Regions from separate parts of the Sus scrofa genome. Here region 2 is linked to region 1. A link is a contact called in public promoter capture Hi-C data. All regions are on one chromosome and are shown on one strand. The core of a region is the stretch at or near the end of the contact, and the rest is flanking DNA. Distances in the headings are between cores, read along the strand shown. Region 1 holds the start of ARRDC4 (arrestin domain-containing protein 4). Region 2 holds the start of LOC102160410 (atherin-like).

What was found. Promoter capture Hi-C pulls out the DNA fragments that hold promoters and counts their contacts.
Region 2: a promoter capture Hi-C map of liver shows a contact between it and region 1, with 7 times the contacts expected there. The contact joins the promoter of LOC102160410 here to the promoter of ARRDC4 in region 1. A contact is called at or near these places in 1 of 5 promoter capture datasets (liver) and 1 of 2 datasets of contacts at active chromatin or transcription factors (skeletal muscle).

The regions. Positions count from the first base shown.
Region 1 is chr7:81,665,508-81,672,091 of Sscrofa11.1, forward strand. It overlaps ARRDC4 (arrestin domain-containing protein 4), which reads right to left and starts at 4,077. Exons shown (of 8, transcript XM_005656327.2): 1 at 3,556-4,077. The coding sequence starts at 3,847. All of the region lies in intron 2 of LOC106504490 (a long non-coding RNA gene), which reads left to right.
Region 2 is chr7:83,080,100-83,086,683 of Sscrofa11.1, forward strand. It overlaps LOC102160410 (atherin-like), which reads left to right and starts at 4,135. Exons shown (of 4, transcript XM_021099351.1): 1 at 4,135-6,584. The coding sequence starts at 4,162. The coding sequence ends at 5,235. It overlaps NR2F2 (nuclear receptor subfamily 2 group F member 2), which reads right to left. Exons shown (of 3, transcript NM_001190253.1): 2 at 1,619-2,146.

The DNA.
Region 1 (6,584 bases), core at 2,827-5,326:
TGAAAAGGAAGCAAAAAATTTACTTGGAATATTGTAGAGTATGATACTAAATAGCCAAACCAACAGGACATTTATTAAGCAGGAGTCATGTATTTATACTCAGGCTCTACTGATTATTTGGGAACATTAACTTGGGGTATTGAGTGGGCTTTGCCAAGCAGGGACACAACCCCTTCCTCCTGCTCTGGGGTCAGCCAGCCCCATTTTTTTTTTTTTTTTTTTTCCATGCAGAGGCTTATCTCTGACTGCAAGAAGTCAGGAGGCAGGGTGTGGTTGGACCATGCATGCAAAGCCAGTGGCACTGCTGGGGCGCTGATGAGTGCAGAGGCTCATACAACTCCAAGGTTGTCAGTGTTGGTTGGGTGGCTCTCCAGAGATACTTAAGGTAATCCTCTTCATTTTACGTGTATAGACTCAAGTACAGAATTAAGTTATTTCATCAAGAGTGGAATGATTAAGATGAAAGTGCAGCACACTGAGAAGTTCTCTGAGATCTGCCTCATCAGTTGATACTAAAAGAGGAGATTTCTACTGTAACCATTCATTAAAAAAATTGTTTAAAGGCCAGAAATCACTAGTGAAATGGGGTAATTGCTCACTTAAATACTGGAGTTCTAAGAACTTCACCAATTCAGTTAACATTTCGACCTTGTATGTTTAGAAAACAGGAGTGCATTACTGGCCATTAAGTCGCCTGAATCTAGCTCCAATTTTCAGTGTGTAATATATTAGGGGAAAAAACAAAAAACAAAACCTTAGAAGTATTTGCCACTTAAGTTCATTCGAACAGAAATATTGCACAGATGGATGACTTGGAGGCAAAGGGACTAAGTCACAGGGACGTGAGAACACGTTAAATGTCAGTGACAGAGTGAGTCCCAGGGCACAGGTGTGTCCAGAGCTGCCCTATATGCCACAGAACAGAAGGCAGGGAAGCTTCTTTCCTTTACAGCTATCAAGTAATAGGCTCAGAGAGTCCCAACACTTCTCAGAGAGCTGGGCTAAAGTTCTAATTTGCAATCGTAGACTACTGAATATGAAAATTAAAGTGCTTATAATGTTTAAAAATGTGGATTTCATTCATGTCGAAAATTTACAATGCTTAAATGTCAGGCACAAAGCAAGTGGTTTAAAAGGTAAATAACTTCAGTCTCCAAAGAGACCTTGGGAGGAAAGGAAGCTGAATACACTTGTACAGAAATAATGAAAACAGCATGTTAGAGTCCATAGTGGGACAGCGGGTGGCATCTTCAGGACCACCTCTGTAGTTGTTATAAAGGTTGGCAAAGAGACGGGTGAGAAGGGGTTTAGGTGAAGGCAACAACATGAGGCAGGGCAATGGCAGGCAAGCCTGGAGAAGAGAGAGTTGCACAGGACACTGGAAAAGGATGAGAGAGATGAAATTCCCTCTTCAGAGAAAAATACAAATCAACACAGGAAATGGAACATTTAAAATGAGATTTTCAACCACCTCCAAACATAAACAGGAGAATATTTTTGAGAAAGTTGATAAACATGGGTTACAGTATTTGGAATTAAATCTCTGCCATCTTTTATTCTCTTGTTTATTAATTTAAAATGTCCACAAGCTGAAACATGTCCCAATTTCTGCTTCTGCTCTCATGGTTTATTACTTTCGTCCTGTGCAATGAGAACTACAATGTCATAAGATGTTTCATTTGCTAATGGTCCTTCAGCCCAGATTTGTAATTTAGGGCACTCAAGAAATGCTGAAGCCATGACCATCACAGAGGCAGAGACTGGGACTCAAAAAGGAATAGGAACTCTACTACTACTACCAATTTCTGGAGGTGACTGAAACTCAACTAGGTTTTAGAATTAAATGTACCTAAGAATCTACAACCATGTAACGTTGCTAACCTCTTCCAAGTAACATGTCAGGAGTGATTATTTCTTTCTCAATGAAATCAATTAAAACAGACCATAATTTTACTTTTTTGTCAACTGTTACAATACATTCTAAAACAAGATTTTCAGGTTGTCTAGCGTTCACCATTCTATTCCATCAGAATGACAAAACATAATCTTACTTGCAATTCAAAACACTATTTGATAGCCCATATTTTAGCAAAAAAAAAAAAAAAAATTGCTAACCCCAGGTCCAACTACTATTAACTTACGTCTATTTACTCAGTAGTTATGGGCACAGAGATACAGAAAGTCCAAAGTCCTGGACAAAAACCAATTTACTTTCCTCTTCATTGCCCTTGACTCCAGTCAGCCATCTTGAAAATCCATGAGGTCTGTTACATCTTGGGGGGGGGGGCTTGATTCTGGAAACCACATTGATCAAAGGGCATAAGGCAAGTAAGAGCTCTCACCTAACACTGCACTTGTTTATCCAAAAGAGGCCTTTGGTTCATATACATTTTCCTCATTAAAATTTTTGGGATCACTTGATTCCCACATACCTTGAAGATTTAACTATTAACGGTCCACTCCTTTACAGTAGGACATGGCAAAACTGTATATACTACTGATTTTATATAAGTCAGAGCAAAGGTTAAACACTGATACACTGCATTTTACTCTTTGCAGGTAGAGAGTCTATACTATTATATTTAATTTTACAGATAACTGCTGAAGCTGGTAAGATGGAAAGGTAAAATAGTTTAAAGTAGCTTCTACCACCCTAAAGAAGACTAATACTTATTGTTACTAGTAATTCATGATTAACGGAATTGATTTTTGCATCTAATATTGATGGAATACCCATGTGGTGAGTTTCCACATGGATACTTACAGAAAAACCTGTATCATTAACCGGGCTTCACAAGAGTATATAAAAAAAAAAAGGGTCATCATTCCTCCAGAAACTCTTACAGTGCCCAGATCCTATGGTCACTAAAGGTCTATGAGGGTGACAGTACTGGAGGAAGGAAGATGATGCAAAGTAAACAAAAAGAAACGAAGAATAAATTTAAAGAATGTAAGATAGAGGCAGAACTCCAAAGAGGGAAACCAAGTATGATGGTCAAGTCACTTCCCTTGAATTCCTACTGCTCAGGAACTACTTCCCTCCTTCCAAGACTGAGGTTTTGCTAACTCATCATGAACCAAGAACAAGCCTCTAGGTCCAGGATGGGGAGAAGGGAAGGCCCATAAAAACACTGGGCATCCCAGAATGAAACCCGTTGACTCTGATCTCCCCTCCATTCTTTAGGCCAGAGGGACACGACTTAGACTCCCAGATCCTTCATTTCAAACTGCTCATCATAGGTTCCCATGGCAACGGCTCACTCTAAGAGCTGTCCAAGACGGTCCCTGACTAGGGACCAGGTGCCGGTCAGACCCCAGCGAGCCAGGGGCGGGTTGCCAGGTAGAGGTGGGCATAACCTCCCTGGTGCTATGAAGTGTGGGACGCAGGCATTGTTGCCCGCCGGTCAAGGCGACCAAAATGAAGCTCTGGCAACCATGTGGGCGGACCCCATCTCCGGAAGCTCTCCCTCTCCGCCCACCTAGCTGGTGGGCATCCACCAGCTCGCCCCCGCCCAGTCCCGCCAGCCCTTCTTTGGGGCCGCGGGCCATGCTCACCAGCCGGAGGCTCGCGGAGGCTCAGGCGCACGTTCAAGTACTCAACCTCGGAGGCTGCTGCCGGGGCCGCTGCGCCGGCGCTCGGGCCCCAGGCGGCGGTGGCACGGCCGTGGGCCTCCAAGCGCAGCGCGCGCAGGGTCACTGGCTCGGCTGCCTCCAGCAGTACATGCCCCGCCACCCTCTCGCCGCTGGAATAGCAACCCTTGCGCTCGTCCTCGAACACCAGACCCAGGCTCTTCACGCGGCCCTCGGAGCCTACCACCGCCGCCGCGGACCCCGCCTCGCCTCCCATCCTGCCGGGCGACGTGGCCGCGCCAAAGAGGTCGGCAGCGGCCGGGAGCTGGGGCCGGGAGCAGAGTGGCGCCGATGTCACGGGCGCCAACCGCACGCCGAAGGCCCCCGTGGCCGCTGTGCTGTGCCCCGTGGAGCCTCGGCGCGCCGTAGGGCCTGTAGCTTTAACAAACCCAGCTGGGAATGGAAAGGGGCAGGGACAGCCCACCCCCTGCCCGCGCCCATAGGCCGGCTGTGAGCCCCGCGGCGTGTGGATTGGTTGTAAATGGCTTCTGAGTCATTTCATTGGCGCCCCCGCGCAGGACCTGGCGCAGGAGGGCAGTGCGTGATCAAGGAGAGGTGACCAATCAGGATACGCAAGTGTGCACGTGCACAGTCCGTTTATTGGCTGAAGCAAGGCACAGTCCTGGGACAGTGACCAATAGTGAGGCGGTGCGCCCATGTGGACAGGTAGTGGGAAACAATATTAGTTTGGGAGGGGGCGGAACCGGGAATCTCCGGCTCGGGGTTTGTCAGTCGTTCCTATGGTTACAAACGGGGGCGGGGTTTCTAGCATCTCCTGGCCTGTTTGCAGGCGTCTCTGAGGTTCGCACGAGAACGCGAAGTTGTGGCTGCAAGTGGCTTCTGTTTAATATGACATCTGCAATACTTGAGAGGAAGTAGATGCCCTGGAAATAGGAACTCAGCATTTACTGCCTTTTGAAATTTGGGGCCAGCCACCCAGGAACTTAGTAAACAACTTGGCATCTCTTAACCTCCAGCTTCCTGAGCACCGCCTCTCCCGGTTTCAGACTTCCCACAGACCTGAAGAATGAAGGCAGTGGTTCTCAACCTGGAACAACCCTAAGTAGTTGTGCTGCCAACCTCGGCTCGCAGCCTCTCTAAGCCAAGCCGGGAATGGCTGGAATAGTCATTCTTCCTGCTTTAAATAAAGTCATCAATCAGGTTTTTCTAAACAACATCTGCCACCCGAGTTTCTGCCCCACCCAAAAGGATTTCCTGACCTCAATATCATAGTCCACGAAAATTTCCAGTTGCCTTGATGACGTGTTCTCCACGCTCATGCCTCCTTTCGCTTCGGTTTCATTTTCTTTCTTCATTCCTTCTCTATTCTGTGCCTTTTTCTTTTTATCATCTAGCATCAATGCACCATCTGGCCTTCATATTCTCATCCTTATAAATTCTTCCCTTATAAAAATACCAAGTTTGTGAGCGCTAACGAATTGATCAATCTCACATTGGAATTTAAAAGTCATTCTTGATGGAGCTGTTTCATTTATTTATTTATTTATTTATTTCGTCTTTTTTTGCTATTTCTTGGGCCGCTCCCGCGGCATATGGAGGTTTCCAGGCTAGGGGTCGAATCGGAGCTGTAGCCACTGGCCTACGCCAGAGCCACAGCAACGCGGGATCCGAGCCGCGTCTGCAACCTACACCACAGCTCACAGCAACGCCGGATCGTTAACCCACTGAGCAAGAGCAGGGACCGAACCCTCAACCTCATGGTTCCTAGTCGGGTTCGTTAGCCACTGCGCCACGACGGGAACTCCCTATTTATTTATTAAATAACCCTAAAGATTGCTTTACTGTTCTGTGTTTAGAGTATTAATGTGGAAATTTAATAAAGCTTCACAAGTCCAACATTTTCTTATCACCTCCTAAAAAAAATGGGAAAGGCCACAAATCGAGCTCCGTATAAATTTCCGAAATGGCTGTTATGCTCTTTTTCACTTTATCTAGACTAGCCCCCAACATGCTCTTACTCTGCCGCTTTCTATAAAATACAACCTGACCTTATATATTTATTTGCATAAGGTCAATCACTCTTACTTTTAGCACAGAACTTTTCTCCTTATTGTTGTACCTCTAGTTCCTAACTCAGAGTTCAGCAAAGTTCAGCACACAATAAGCACTGGATTAGGTGTTTGTTGGCTGATTGAATGCGTGAATGTCAATCCATGCAGTATTATTGGTCCCTCTAGAGGCAGATGTTCTCCATTCAAGGAACTGGCTAGGAAAGGGGGGAGGACAATGGCCCTAATAGTGCCCAGAAGGCAGAATTGCCCAGATAGAATTCTGTGCCTGAGGACACGAGACTCCGTGCTGGTTTGTCAGTTAATGCTATTCTGACCAGGGTAGCAGAAAGCTTGGCCAACGTGGCTTAAATGGTAAGAATATTTATTTACTTAATAAGTTGTTCAGTAGTAAACACTCCCAGGGATGGTGCATCAGACTCCTTTTATCTTTTTCATCTGCATCACTGCTCTTCCTCCCTGGTGGCTTCAGTTACCACTGTTCTAAGTGTGCCATCTTCATATAACAAAATTCAAAAATTAAAGCAAGGGAGTCTATATCCATCAAAAAAAGGGAGGGGGATTTTTTTTTTCTTCTTCTTTGTCCTCTCAGAGGGAAAATATATTTCCTAGATGCCCACAGACTTCTTACATGTCGTTGGCCAAAACTGAGTCACTCATGCACCAGTAGGTCATTAACTGGCAAAAAGAAGTGAGATTTTCACAGTTCACTCAGACCAGTGATTTCTTTCCTCTGAAAGGCTGAATAAAGTCAGAGTTCTGTTAACAAGGAAGAAGGCAAATGACTGTTGAGTAGTCAACCTGGAGCAATTTGACTGGCTTGTGTGGGTCTGGCCTCATGTGCTATAGAGCAGAACCCCTCAGCCAAACCTTAAAAAAGGAAAATATTTAACAGAAACTATTGTACAACTAGGCAGAAGGTAG
Region 2 (6,584 bases), core at 2,885-5,384, 1.4 Mb after region 1:
ACAGGCCTCTACACTTTGCAAATAGTAATAAATTAAACTGTTAGGACAGTATCAAGCATTTCTTTTCCTTGAAAGACCAAGGGTAAGTCTAAGAGCTAACAATGATATCAAGAAATTAACCACCACCCCAGTGGTCTGAGAACCTGGGCTGGGTGTCAGGTTGTGGGACAGGGTGAGGGTTGTCTGTGGGGTAAGGGAAAATCCTGCCAGTATATTCGCACCAGGCAAACATTCTAGTTATGACAGGTCCCTTGAGAAAAATAATCCAGGTCCAAGCCTCTGCATACAGTTCTTCCTTGTCCAGACACTGCCCTTTAATTGATTACTTAAGGACTTTCAAAGACAGAATTTGGGGTGGCAGTGAGGGGGCTGGTTTGTGCAGAGCAGCAATGTATAAAAGACAGAGGGTTTAGGGCTCAAATCCTGCAATAGGTTCTAATGACTTGGGTTCCCCAGAAATCCTTTTGAACAATAAGGAAGAGACTGTGGATCTTTTTGTCTGCCACGAGAACTACACAGCTCTCCTAGTGTCCTGATTACAAGCTGCAAAAACTGAAATGGGTGACTAGGTTCCAAGCCCTACCAAGGTCCAAATATTTGTTATCCTGAACTGGGAACTGCCTTGCCTCTCAGCCTGACAAAGGGATCAGCTGACAACTTAGGACAAGAATGTGAAAGGGGTGATTTCCACCCACCTGGGCTCTGCTGAACTCAGCCTGGGGGCAGCCAAAAGGCTCAGGTGTGGCCCAAAGTGGAAAGCCAGACACCTTCAAAAATCATTTGGCCCCAAGAGTTAATTAATATTAGATCTATTACTCACACAGGTTAAACTACCTGCAAGCTAATTAGATTTCGTAATGCGGGTCAATGATAGTTTTATATCGCCAGCAACATTCATATCCAGCTAAAGCTGGCATACACTTTGGGTTCTTTGAAAATTGCTTTAAGTGTTTGCCTGGGCAGGGAAGCAAGAGGCCAGTGTCTTCAACCCTCGGCAGACATTCTGAAGAGTTATGATGGCCCCTTTCTTCCTCTTGCCCCTTCCTGACAGCTCTTTCCCCTTTTCTGGCAATCTGCATTGTTTTAATAAAAATATGATTTTGAAAATAGCTGCCCTCAGGTTGGATTTGCCTGGAGCTCCAACTCCTACTGAGTTAGCAAGAAAACTTTCCCCTGCAGGGGAAAGTTTGTCCCTGCAGGGTGATACCAGGACTGCTCCAGTGCCTAGGGGCATCTCCTAGAGGCTCAGCCAAAGTGACAGAGAAAGCCGCAAAGAAGAGGAGATTCCACAGGCTCAGTTTTTCCCTCTGGGCCAAGGGAGGGAAAAGGAGCATGCATCCTAGTCTGGCAGGAGGGGAACAAGTCTGAGAGGCTTCCCCATGGCCCAATTTGTGAGTCTGTTTCTGAAGCATTCTTCCTGCAGCCCAGCCTTCCTCTCCTCTCCCCAGGACAGGCCTGCTGGGGCCCAGCAACTGTGCAAAAGTTCCCATTCTAAGTTGCACTCAACAGTTTGGCTTTTTAAGGGGAAGACTGGGCTGGCTCTGGGGGCTCCCAAGAATTTAGGCCCTAAATCTGAGCTTGGAGCCCTTGAGCGTGACAGGGCAGGGCTCCTTCCTACCTGAGGTGAACAGGACTATGGCCTTGAGGCAGCTGTACTCGGCGGAGTCGACGTGCAGCGCTTTAAGCTTCTCCACTTGCTCTTGGAAGATCCGTATGTGGTCCATAAAGGCGACCACCCGGTCGGCGGACATGGGCGAGGCGTGTAGGCCGGCGGCGGCCAGGAGCGGGGCGACGTGGAGGGGCATGGAGCACTGTGCTGCGTTCAGCACGAACAGCTCGCTCCAGGTGAGGCGAAGCAGGGCCACCTGGTCGGTGATCTGCAGGTCAGGGAAGAAGGGGATGTTCCGGGCCCACTCGACGGCGCTGAAGAGCATCCGAGCGGCCAGTTCGCAAATGTTCTCGATGCCCATGATGTTGTTGGGCTGCATGCACTGGCTGCCGAAGCGTGACGTGGGATAGGGCTCGGCGCGCAGCAGCAGAGAAATATATCCCGACAGGTACGAGTGGCAGTTGAGAGGGTCCCCGTTGGTCAGCGCAAACTGCCCATGGGTCGGCTGGGTGGGCGGCATCCTGCCCCTCTGCACCGCTGCGGGGAGGAAAGGAGACACTCCGCAGTTAATGACCAGCTTCTGCCCCCCTGCTCCCCCGGCACGGTCTGCCCCAGCCCGACCCCCACCTGACCCAGACCCTGCGCCGCCCAGGAACAGGCAGGCCTGCCCCTCTCACCAGCTCATTAGGGGCACAGACCTGGGAGTCGCCGGGAGCCCGGCAGCACTCCCCTCAAATCACCACCCCAGGCAAGCTGTGGCGGCCAGGGCGGCGCACTTGCCTCGGAGGCCCGCTCCGAGCTGGGCGGCCGAGGACCCAGAATTGACCACTCTGCCTCGGGGTCCTCGGCACGGTGGGCGGAATGGAGCATTCTGGGGGCATCTTTCTTCTTTACTGCTAAACAGCTGATATTTTTTATTGATTGGAGATGAGGGAGCGGGAGGGGCGAAGCTGGGGGGAGGGTGAGACGCTTTTGCAAGACATCAGGGTTCACCCGGGACGGCTTTTGGCCACCCCGAAATCGCTCTCCCCCAAATCCCGCCGCCCCAGCCCCAGCCCCGCGGGCAACCCCCGATGAGAGACGAGCGGAGAGCCGAGGTCTGGCGGCAGCCTAACCAGTGTGCTCAGAGGAAGACAGACGGAGGGAGAGGGCGGAGAGACAGGCCGGCCGAGGCAGGAGGACGCCGGGGAGAGGCGGGGAGCGGGCGGCCGGCGCCGGCGCAGCCCGAGGAGGGCCCGGGAGGGCCGGGTGAAGCCGGCCAGGCTCGGGCACGAGCTGTTATCTGACGCCGGACGGGGAGAGTCGCTCTCGCAGAAACACAAAGAAACCCCGGCGTTCGCTCGCCCCAACCCGGAGCCCGCGCCCGGCGCGCCATTGGCCGAGCAGGGCTCGCGGCTCTCGGCGAATTTCATATCACAAAGACCCAACTCGCGCAGAGCGAAAGCAGCCGCCCAGGGCCCCTGGCCCACCCTTCCCCTACTCCCTATCGCGCTCTCCTCCTTTCAAAAGTGAAAGGAAAAAAACAAAACATAGGTATTTTTTTTTTTTTTTTAGCAGAATGTTAATCCACGGAGGGTCACATGAGCGCTGCCCAGGCGGCAGCGTTAATACGGCGAAGTGCATAAAATTGCCATTTGTAATTTGAACCTCCAGCACAAAAGTACAATCTCAGGGTGCTTTTTTTTTTTTTTAAGAGGGTGGGGGCTGGGGAGAGGGGTAGAGAGGAGGGACATATGTCGAACATGCAGGAAAAACAAGGACAGAGAGAAACTGAGAGAAAAGAGAGGAGTAAACCAGCTTTAAAACAACAACAACAAACACCACCCCATCCCTTGCAGAAGGGCGAACTCGAATGAACTGGCAATCAATGCAAAGAAAATGAAAACAGCCCGAAGAGAGAGTAGAGGAGGAAATCAATCAGCCAAAGCATGCGGATTTAGGGGGCTGGATTCCAGTGCAGAACTTGCTTCTAGTATGAAACCCCTTTCAGCTGCAATACGAAGAGAAGAGCTTGGGGCTTCTGTGTCCTTACCCAGAGCAGGCTAGCCAAACGCACCCAGGGCCCCGGGACCCCAGGCGAGGGGGGTAGAAATGAGAGGCCGATACCTTCCCGTCTCATGCCCACTTTGAGGCACTTTTTGAGGCGGCAGTACTGGCACTGGTTGCGATGGTGCTGGTCGATGGGACAGTTCCGGTTGGCGCGGCACGTGTAGCTCAGGTTCCTCCGCACGCTGCGCTTGAAGAAGCTCTTGCAGCCTTCGCACGTGAACTGGCCGTAGTGCTTGCCGCTCGACTTGTCCCCGCACACCACGCACTCGATGTGCTGCTGCTGCTGCTGCTTGTCGCCACCCGGACCGCCAGGGCCGCCCTGGCCGCCGGCCGCCGTCTGGGCCGGCGTGCTGGCCGGGCCCCCTTGGCCGGGCGTCTGTGGCGTGTGCGGGGCGCCAGGCGGCGGGCCGGGCACGGGCGGCGCCTGCGAGGCCTGGCTGCCCTGAGAGCCGGGCACCTCGTCCTGGGGGTCGCGCCACGTGCTGACTACCATTGCCATATCTATGGGGGCCGCGTCCGGACTTCCTGCTCCCCTGGCTGCGGGCGGCGGCGGCTCCCGGGTTCGGGCTCCGGCGCGCCGCCTTTTGTGTGTGCAAGGGTGCGAGAGGGCGCGGGAGGGCGCCCCGGATGGCTCGGGGGCTGGTTGGTTGAGGTTGGTTAGTTTTTCCTTTTTTGTTTCTGCTTTTGCAAAGTTTTGTCGATTGCTTGTCTGGCCCGGTGTATTTGTTTTGTTTGTTTCCCTCGGCTCAGCTTTGTTGCTTTCGGGGGCTTTCCGCCGGGAGGGGAGGGGATGGGGCCGGGGGAGAGCAAGTGGGAGCAGAAAGTGGAGAGAGAGGGAGGGGAGGGAGAGCTGCAAGTCGATTGTCTGGCTTCAAGACAGAAGTTGGAGGCAAAAAAAAAAAAAAAAAAAAAAAAATCTCTCCAAAGATCTCCCTCGCTCTCACTCTCTCCCTCCCTCTCTCGTTCACTCTCTCGCTCTCAGAGCTGGTGTGCAGCCGAGGAGTTGGAGTAGGAGGAGGAAGAGGAGGAAGAGGAGGAGGAGAGGCGACTGTCCGGGGGCCAAGTCCAGGGCAGCCCACAGTCAGCCATTCAGGAAAGCCATCGAAATCAGGAGGACTAGGAGAGCAGAGGCGCCGGTCACGGGCGCGCCCAGAGAGCCGGGCAGGCCGGGGCGGAGGCCGGCGGCCCGCGGAGTGGCCGGAGCGCTGCCCGGGTCCGGGGGAATCAGCATGAAAGTGGTCCGCGTCGGGCGCTGCGCGGCGTCGTCCTGGCGCTGGGCCGCTGCCGCCGCCTGCCCCAGGCGCCCGGCGCGCGCCTCGCTCGCTCCGGCCGCCGCCGCCCGCTTTCGCCGGATAGAGGCCGCTCGCCGCTCCCTGCGGGCCGCTTGGGCCGCCGCCGCTGCTGGAGCCGCCGCCGCCGCCGAAACCGCCGGGTCGGGCCCGGAGCCGCCGCGTCTAGCGCCGCCGCCGCCGCTGAAGCCGCTGCTGCCGCCGCCGGAGCCGCTGCTGCTGCTGCTGCCGCCGCCGCCTCACACACATAGGGAAAGAGTCAACTCGCCGGCGGCGGGGGAGAAATGATAAAAGAGAGAGAGGAGGGCAGATCACCACCTAGAAGCACATCCTTCGTGCGCAGAGGGGGGAGAAAAAGACGGAGAGAAAGAATGAAAGAGGGGAAAAAAAGGCAGCACGGCACCGGGAGAAAGAAGGCAACTCGGGGAGAGGAGGAGGAGGAGAAGAAAACACACACGCGCGCACGCACACACACACCGCGGAGAGAAAAGAACAGAGAATCAAAGTGATCAAATATGCTAAAAAGGGGGGCGCGGGAGGGAATGCGATTTATAGGCGCCGGGGCTGGCAGAAGTGGCTTCTCCGCGATCAGCTCACTGAGCTCTCTATATAGTGAACTTTGACACGACTGCTGCAACTTAGCGCACGTTGCCATGGCGACGGCGCGCCTTATAAGGCAGCAGCCGGGGTTGGCCTGGCCAGGCGCGCGCGCGCCGCCCCCTCGCCGTCATTGGCCGGAGCGCGGCGGCCCCGCCATGGCGGCCGCGGGCTCAGCCTGGTCCTAGCGCGAGCGGTGTCGCGGCCGTGGCGCGGAGCGCGAGGGGGGCGAAGGGGGGGCGACGAAGGGGCAGCCGTGCCGCCGCCGCCGCCAAGCGGGGGATGGGCCCACGCTGGGCCCCGGGCGCACGGCCACCGCTCTCTCCGCACCCGGCACCCGAGGTTTCCGCCCCAGCGGGGAGAGGAGCGCGGGGCGCGCACACAAAACGCCTCTTAAAGGCTCCGCAAGAGGCTTTGGATGGAATTGAGGACTTCGCGTCTCTCAACTTGGCAATGCCACGAAATCGACCGCTCGCGCACCACCCGGGACTCCCGGCGCATCTTTGTGCCCACAGTGCCAGAGAAAGAGAAAAGTTCCCCGGTTTCTTTGCAGAGGGTTAGTGGGCGGGGATGGGAAGGTGCCTCGAACCCAGCTTACAAGGCATTTTCCAAACGAAAGATTTGGTCAAATCCGGGTGATGGTAGATCCTTCCCTTAATCAACTGTGATCACTTGCTTGGTTTGGTGGCTATTTATTTTTCTTTTTTAGAGAAAAAGAGCCGTTCGGTGGCTCTTTTCCTTGTAGGGTTAACATTTCACAGGTAAGTGGCCTGACAATTTAATTGCTCAAATAAAGGATCTCGGATGCTGAGAAGCACAAATAGACTTCATCTCATTGTCGTGACACAATTAAAATCAGTTTGCCTTAACTTTATCCTCTCTCGTTAGCTTTAGCTAACTTGCAAGCCAGCATTCTCTCACCACCAGTAGTAAAGACCTTTTAGCCCGCTGCAGAGGCAGCCTCCCAGCATCTCCAGTACATACCCTCTGTACACACATGTAAGCGCACATGTATCAGATGCACATTTGTCAATGTACAC